Linked DNA regions of Zea mays: region 1 is linked to region 2. The links are chromatin contacts, called in public Hi-C maps. All regions are on one chromosome and are shown on one strand. The core of a region is the stretch at or near the end of the contact, and the rest is flanking DNA. Distances in the headings are between cores, read along the strand shown.

Region 1 (3,810 bases), core at 543-3,042, 180 kb before region 2:
ACTATGGCGGCCATTGTTTTTTTTACGGAATACATTCTTCGACTAGTTATCTCTGACCACTGGGCACCGGCCAAAAAAAGAAAAGAGAATAAAAAGAAAAAAAATAGCTCCGGCAACCGGCGTCGTTGTTTTTTTTTTTTTGCAGTCGTACACTCGTACTGTCTCATGTCATGCCTACCGTGGAGTCTACTGTACAACTTCATGCCACAGCTGGAGGCAATCAAGGACTTCCAAGTAACCGCGGGCCGCGGTTACTATCTTATTACAGTGACCAATTTCTTGAGGCATTCATATCCAGATTAAAAAAACAATGTACTAGTACCGGGATGGAAAGCATCCGACATGCTGATTCTTTCTACCATACCATCCACGTTACTTTTCCCTCCGTCTGAAAAAAATGCAGTTCTATAATTTCTAATGTCTAAGACGAAAACGTCGGGTATACTCCTTTATATAATTTTTTAGTTCAGGTTTAAAACGTTTAGCTAGAAACCAAACTAGAATCGCAAATTTTTCCCGGAGGGAAGCAGCACAGCACTTAGACGACACCGATCAATGACCATCGTCCTCGCATGGCGAAGGTAAATGCAAATCGATCAGACCTGGTTTAACAAGGCGTCATGGTCAGGCTTCTCCATGTCGTCCGTAGCATCATCCCCTGACCCGCCGCTGGGCCTTTCCGCCGGTGCCCCGTTGATCGGGACGACGCGCTTGCTGCCGCCGCTGTCGTCGACGGCGTCCGGATCCGTCCGGCTCGGCCGCTGCCACGACACGGACCGCCAGATCGACGCCAGCCACCCGGGCGTCCGCTCCGCGGCGCCGGGGTATGCGGCGAGGCTCGCGGCCCGCCGGTGCCCGCGCACCGCGGTGAGCTCCTTCATCACGTGCTCCGGCAGCCGCAGCGTGTGCCGGTCGGGCACGTCCATGGCGGACTGCGTCCGCCGGTAGTGGAACTCGTGGTAGGGGGGCGCTGCGCCGAGGCTGGCGACGACGGACTCGGGCGTGCAAGCGGCGACGAGGCGCGCCTCGCCCCGCTCCTCCTCGTCGTCCGTCTCCTCCCGCACCGCTTCGTGCGGGCGCGCCGCCAGGTTGGACCCGGACCCGGAGCCGTCAGAGGACGCGGGAGGGTAGTAAGGCGCGGCGGCGGCCGTGAGGTCGGCGCGGCAGAGCGGGCACGTGACGGCGCCGGCGAGCCAAGGGTCGATGCAGTCCGGGTGGAAGACGTGGCAGCAGGCGGGGAGCACCCGGAGCTCGTCCTGGTCCTCGAACGCGGCGAGGCACACGGCGCACTCGAGCGGGCCCGACCCGGACCCCGATCTGGCCGCCACGCGCGCCTTCACGTCGCCGTACACCGCGGTGGGGAACGACTCGACGACCTCCTTGTCGAGGCCGGCGCGCGCGCCGCCACCGCGGGGGTCCGGGTGGGCGGCGCTCCCTCCGGCCTGGTGCTGGTGGTCCGGTGGGGCGTAGCGGGACGGCCGGCGCGGGGGAGCAGGGCGGGTCGGCGCGCAGCGGTTGATGTAGATGGAGAAGAGGGTGAGCACGACGAGGGCGGAGATGAGTGCCACCAGCACGATCACTGTGGTTGGGGTGAACCCGCCGCCGGCGGTGGTTCGGGAGTGGTGTTGGCTGCTCGTGCTGTTGTTGTTGCTCGGCTGAGCCACAGACGGTCGCGCCGCGGTGGACAGGAGCACGAGGAGCAGGACGGCGAGTGGTGGCGCGACACGCCATCGGGCCATTGCCAATGCCACCTCCGGGCGCCGGAGAGAGATCTGCTGGCCTTGTATCTGGAGATTGGGAAATGGGAAGAGAGAGAGAGAGAGGTCAGAGGTGTTTTGAAGGAACCGGAATTACGCGGGCGCGCAATGTAACGCACGCGACGCGAGACAGAGGGGCCGCCTGGTCAGTGGCTGTCGGTGCGACGACGGGGGGCGGCAGAGGGGGAGACTCGCTCGACGGAGCAGGTCACGGCCACGTGGCGATGCGCTGACTCGCGCATGCCTGCCCCAGCCATGCCATGGCATAGTCCGCGCCCGGTCAGGAGTCAGGACACAAAGGCACGCGGCATGGATTAGGCGTGCAAACGTGCAGAACTGCGGACGTGGGCGGTGCCGCGGTGGCCTGGTGCTGATGGATGAAGGCTGTCCAGTCTGCACCCGAGATTCATGCCTGCAATTTGTCGGAGCTGCTTAATCATTCTCTTGTTTAACGGGTCAGCTGAGCTCGCCGGTGACAAACTATAGTGCGCCATGATCTCAGCTGGAGCAGGTGAACGAATGAGGCTGTGGTTTGGTCGAGATTTGATAATGCGTTTGCTTGTGCAGATCGATCACCCTCACACCCCCCTCTTGGATAGAAAATAAATTAAAAACAAACTGAAAAGAAAAAGAAACGCCGAGCCTCATCACCGAGCATCTCCAAGAACACCCAGTATTTAACCTCTAAATATATTTTGATTCGGATCTCCTCCAAAAGCTTTTGGACCTAGCAAACAGTTTCCAATTATTTTGCCAAGAAAACATGTGGCTTGTCTCGGTGGACCATTCTTCACCTCGAGTAATTTGCTAACACGAGAGAAGGATTGGGATTAGCAAACACTGCATCTTACACGTACGCGTCATCCAAACGAGCCTGCTGTTTGGAGCAGGTTGCATCCCACATGTACGCTGTGCGGCCGCCAAGCTCACGTCACGGACGTGCGAACACAGAGACAAACACGCGAACACGGCGCATGAATTTGAGATGTTGCCGCGGGAGAGGTCAAAATGAGGAGGATTGGGAGAGATGATCCGGCTCATGTTTTCGCAGCTATGCATGATATTGGGAGAGCATGAATTTGAGAGTTAATTTTTCTAATTTCTTCTAAAATATATTGGGAGAGATGATCCGGCTCATGCTTCCGATATCTCTAATCCTAAAATATACTCCCTCCGTTTCTTTTTAGTTGTCGCTGGATAGTTCAATTTTACACTATCCAGCGACAACTAAAACGAAACGGAGGGAGTATTTTAGATGATCCGTCGATTGCCGCGGGAGAGCATGAATTTGAGACTGTTGAAAGTTAATTTTTCTAATTTCTTCTAAAATATATTTTAGGATTAGAGATATCGGAAGCCGTTGGAGATGCTCTAGGACTGTGCAACAATCGACGCAACCGTTTTCTACTCGTTTCCACCGCCACTTCAAAAGACGAACGAACCGAGGACAGTTCTGAGCAGATCGCTTCCCGACCAGCCTGCCGCCGCCTTGCATTGCTGCTGCTGCGCGGTGTCAAAATTGTCAGGCAGGAGTCTGTTCTGCCTGTATCTGTAACCTCACTCGAGCAGAAGTTAAGCGAGCATCGTGTTTCAAGCAAAAGGATCTCCGAGCAACGCTGAAACCGTCCGTTGCAGTGTGAAATCTGGAAGCCAGCAGGTCTAGCTAGTCATTTTTATGTGTGACGACGTACTCATTGCTGATTTGAATCCTTCAACTCTTCGGCGTCGCGTCGATCGGTAATATGTTATGTTATATCTCTCTCTTGCCGATCTCATTTCGTGTGGCGTGCTAGTCAATATGAATTCCCATTCCGTGCGTGCCTGGCGCTAATCATATATAGGCGACTCTTCTTTCTCGCCCATCTCCTAAACTTTATTGATTACATTTAGTCATTTTTAATCCCTAAAATACCAAACAGTATAGCTAAAATAAGTTTTCTAAAGACTAGTCTGGAAACACTATTTTCGAAGTGATTTTCATTTTTTACAAAAAAAAATAGTTCATTTTTCATTGGAAAAATTAGAATCCCTTGTAAAAATGTTTTTCCCAAAC
Region 2 (4,021 bases), core at 1,333-3,832:
GCCCAAGTCGGACCGACGACGGCCTCCGTTTCGCTTGCCTCCTCATACCTAAAATTTGGATCACCAATTCAACTCTGAGCAGAGATCTGTGGAGTTAGAACCATGCTACACAGGGCCTACATTTATCTTTTCCGTTTAGCTCCAAAGACAAAATATGATTGCAACCAGCAGATCAGATGAGTGGATTATTTCTTGTACACGGCAAATTCACACCTCGCATCTCAAAAACAATCGGTGCTACAGATACTTGCAGCAGGGATAAAACGTATCAATTAGAGAACAAGAGAACTAATACATCAGCACACCCTTCCCTCATGTCACAATTGTGACAAATATCTAAAATACACCGGTGTTCCAATACAATCCCGCCAAAACCCAAGTATTTCAGCAGGGATTTAAAACCAACACAATGTTGCGTGAATATATTTTCAACCCACCCAGCACCAAACGTAGAAGCATCACATGGAACTGCAGCACTTGCTCTTTGGGATTTCCTGCGCCGGACCTGGGACAAGGACCTTTGTCCCCGGCATTGCTGGGGCAGCTCCATTGCTCTTCGGCTCCGACACCATGTTCTTCTTGCTGTGGATCTTGAATATCTCTGTCAAGACAGTTTGAAAAGCACTCTCTACGTTTGTTGCCTGGAGCGCAGAGGTCTCCAGGAAGAAGAGGTTCTCCTTCTCGGCAAACTCCTTGGCATCTTCAGTGCTCACCGCTCGCTGCTCCTCGAGATCACTCTTGTTGCCAACCAGCATTATCACAATGTTCTTGTCAGCATGGGCTCGGAGTTCATCTAGCCAGCGGGGTATATGATCGAAGCTCTGGCGTCTGGTAATGTCATAGACCAGCAAAGCTCCCAGTGCACCTCTGTAATAAGCACTTGTCACAGCTCTGTACCTGCAGTAGTTGGGTGTAACCAGCAACTCAGCATGAGAAGTCAATGAAGAAAAAAGTGATGGAAAGCAGGTGCAAAAAGTCACAGCACCTAAAAATGGCTAAATATGCCATGCTTTAAGGCCACGGATATGAACCAGGACCCAATATATAAAATAATTTCCACGGGTCAGCACTCCGATAATCAGAATGCCCGAACACTATGAACATGTCTAGGGGTGGTAATAGATCACGATTCAAATGTTTCTGCACAATTTATTTGAGCCCTTAAATAATTTTAGTTAAAAAAATAGAAATAGAGCTCAATCCTAATCTGGTCTGATCCTTAAATTTTATAGTGTAAAAATTTTAGTGTAAAATTTAGAACACATTACCACCCCTAAACATGTCTAAAGCAAATGATGATTCTAATATGAAGAGTACTTCGAGAGTGAGAATCATGCACATTGTAAGTTTTCTTGTCATGAGTAAAGAATTGCCTGAAGAAGATAATGACAGACTGATGCTTGTATTCTACTTCTACGAAATTCTCCCAGTTCTACTAACAGGGCACGAACATGCCTTGCGGGCTCAAGCTATTAAGGCATATTTGCTCAAAATAAGGAGTAATGACATGTTGACAGCTGACGATGATTTGTGACCAAACGAGGAACCATGACCTAGTGCACAAGCAATGTACCTCAGATTCAAACCAGCATGGTAGGCCTCCCACCAAAGAGGTCTGAACAAACAAATTTTTTTTATCAAAGGTTTTAGATTCTTGCAGAGCATTTCATAGTACGTCTATCAGGCCTGTTGATTTGTGTACCACAAAAACTTTAAAGGTGGTGTCAATTGTGCATTAGATGACGTCGGGTATCGGAAAGCAGAAGAGCGAAGTACAAGGTAAATGTGAACAATTCAGAATTCGAATAATATTGTCCCATTTGCTCAAGCTCCCAGTCAAGCTCAAGCAACTTCTGTCAATGCAGAACCACCACCTCCACTACCTATAGCACACGTTTACTTCCTCAAATTACGGTTCCAAAAACTACAGAGCAAGTAGAAGCCAACATGAATGATTGAATTCGTCGTGCCTCAACAGTTAAAGACTTCAGTAATAGCACTGCACCATAAGCATAGAGCTGCCAGATCTAATCACCTAACAGCACATTGTCCTTTGCTGGTAAGGTAGGTGTGAACGCGCAAAAAAAAGCAAATGCTTCAGAAGTAGAGATCCACCATTGCGCTCAGCGTTTCAGCAACCGCTACAGTCCAGAGAGATCTAATGCGCCAGAGGAACGGATCGAGGAGCATGATTTGCGCAAGAGACTAGTGAGTAAAGCAGCGGATAGGATCGGGAGTAGAGCGGGGAGGCGGACGGATGGACGGGTGCGTTGTTTGCTGGTACCTCTCCTGGCCGGCGGTGTCCCAGATCTGGGCCTTGACGCTCCTGTGGTCGATGACGAGGGTGCGGGTCTGGAACTCGACGCCGATGGTGGCCTTGGAGTCGAGGCTGAACTCGTTGCGGGCGAAGCGGGCGAGGATCTGCGACTTGCCAACCGCCGAGTCGCCGATCAGCACCACCTTGAAGACGTAGTCCACCTTGTCTCCAGCCCCCGCCATGACACGGCGCCGGTAGCGAGCTGTTGGCGGCGCTCTTGCTCCGGCTCCGGGGGGCAAAGAGAGGAGAGGCAGCTGCGCTACTGACTGCCGGGATGCGCGTGCGCGTGCGCTTTTCGTTGGTTGTTGTATGGTTTTTGAAAGCAGACGAGACGACACCGGCTGGTTTTCTTTTTAGATTTTGTTTTCTAAAAGTTCAAATTTATACTTCTAAGAGCAAGTCCAATAATTCTAAGAGCAAGTCCAATAGTTCTCTAAAGACTTCTAGATCAATAATAGATAAGGCCCCGTTAAACTTTAGCTACTTTATAATCAAACAAGATAACTAATAGATCGACAAGATAAACTTTAGCTGGCTAAGAGCATCTCCAAAAGACTAGCTAAATAACTCGTCAAGCTAAATTTTAGCTACTCAATAGTAAATTAAATCTCCAACAGACTAGCTATCTGACTCGTAAGCTATCTGACTCTGTAAATTGTCTCTCTCACTAGCTAAATTTGACTAGCCAAACTAGATAGATAGTCTGTTGGACTGAGATGCTATATATAGAGTGTAATATTTATAAAAACGTAAATAGATAGTCAAATAGAGAGAAAAAAAATGAAGAGTTTCTTGTAGATGCTCTAATAGACTAGATAAGTTTTAGCTAGAACTCAGATTTCATTATTCCATCCATTTCTCAGCCCCAGCTAATGACAACTAATATTAGCTGATTGACTCGTATATCTATAACTTTCATCTATCCATGATATAGTATCGTAAAATCAAAAGGATATTTATGTCATTTTATTCGTATTAGCTAGTTCATTATCTAGAAAACCAAACAACATATTGCTTGCTAAAATTTAGCTAGCTAATATTTTTAGCTAATCTTTAGCTAGCTAAAATTTAATTAGGAAAGAACCAAATAAGTTTAAGACCCGTTAGAACTTTGCTAAGGGTCTGTTTGGATCCTATATGGTAATCTTTAGCGGTTTAGCACACTTTAAGGAGCTAAACTGTTTGCTAAAAGTGTAGTGCTAAACATGTCCTAAGTTTGGAATTTTAGAAGGTAGTCGTGTAGGCAGTCATACAGAAACTTTTTCATGCGTGTGATGTGTGGATGCAAGAGAAAAAAGTAACAACTTGTAAGAGCAAATAATGCAAAGCACAGCCAGTCGTGCAGGAATAGAGACTGAAGCTGATGGTATTAACCTGCCGTAACGTAATGATTCTTTGGACCCGACTGCGCCTTTATTTCTTTGGAGCCGATTCAAAGGGGTAAATCGATGCGCAGTTAGCTTTGGCAAAAACAAAAGAGCAAATCTGTAGTGGCAAGCGGGGGTGCCATGCCATGATGTATCTGTCAGGCTTACCATTGGACAACTTATGTAGTTATGAATGATACAAATGTTATAATACTTTACGTTATTAGTGCAAACATCAAACCGACCTTAGCTCAGTTGGTAGAGCGGAGGACTGTAGTATTTGCAGAATTAATCCTTAGGTCGCTGGTTCGAATCCGGCAGGTCGGAATTTTTTTTA

Evidence for each region. A called contact is a pair of places that touch in the nucleus more often than the background predicts.
Region 1: a Hi-C map of ear shows a contact between it and region 2, with 4 times the contacts expected there. The contact joins the promoter of LOC100304262 here to the promoter of LOC100272235 in region 2. A contact is called at or near these places in 9 of 25 Hi-C or Micro-C datasets (bundle sheath, ear, endosperm and 3 more).

Annotation. Positions count from the first base shown.
Region 1 is chr9:156,183,280-156,187,089 of Zm-B73-REFERENCE-NAM-5.0, reverse strand. It overlaps LOC100304262 (putative RING zinc finger domain superfamily protein), which reads right to left and starts at 1,792. Exons shown (of 1, transcript NM_001165705.1): 1 at 424-1,792. The coding sequence starts at 1,739. The coding sequence ends at 597.
Region 2 is chr9:156,001,370-156,005,390 of Zm-B73-REFERENCE-NAM-5.0, reverse strand. LOC100272235 (Ras-related protein RABA4a) reads right to left here and starts at 2,582. Exons shown (of 2, transcript NM_001159426.1): 1 at 2,285-2,582; 2 at 250-897. The coding sequence starts at 2,499. The coding sequence ends at 459. It overlaps TRNAY-GUA (transfer RNA tyrosine (anticodon GUA)), which reads left to right and starts at 3,925; the gene lies at 3,925-4,011.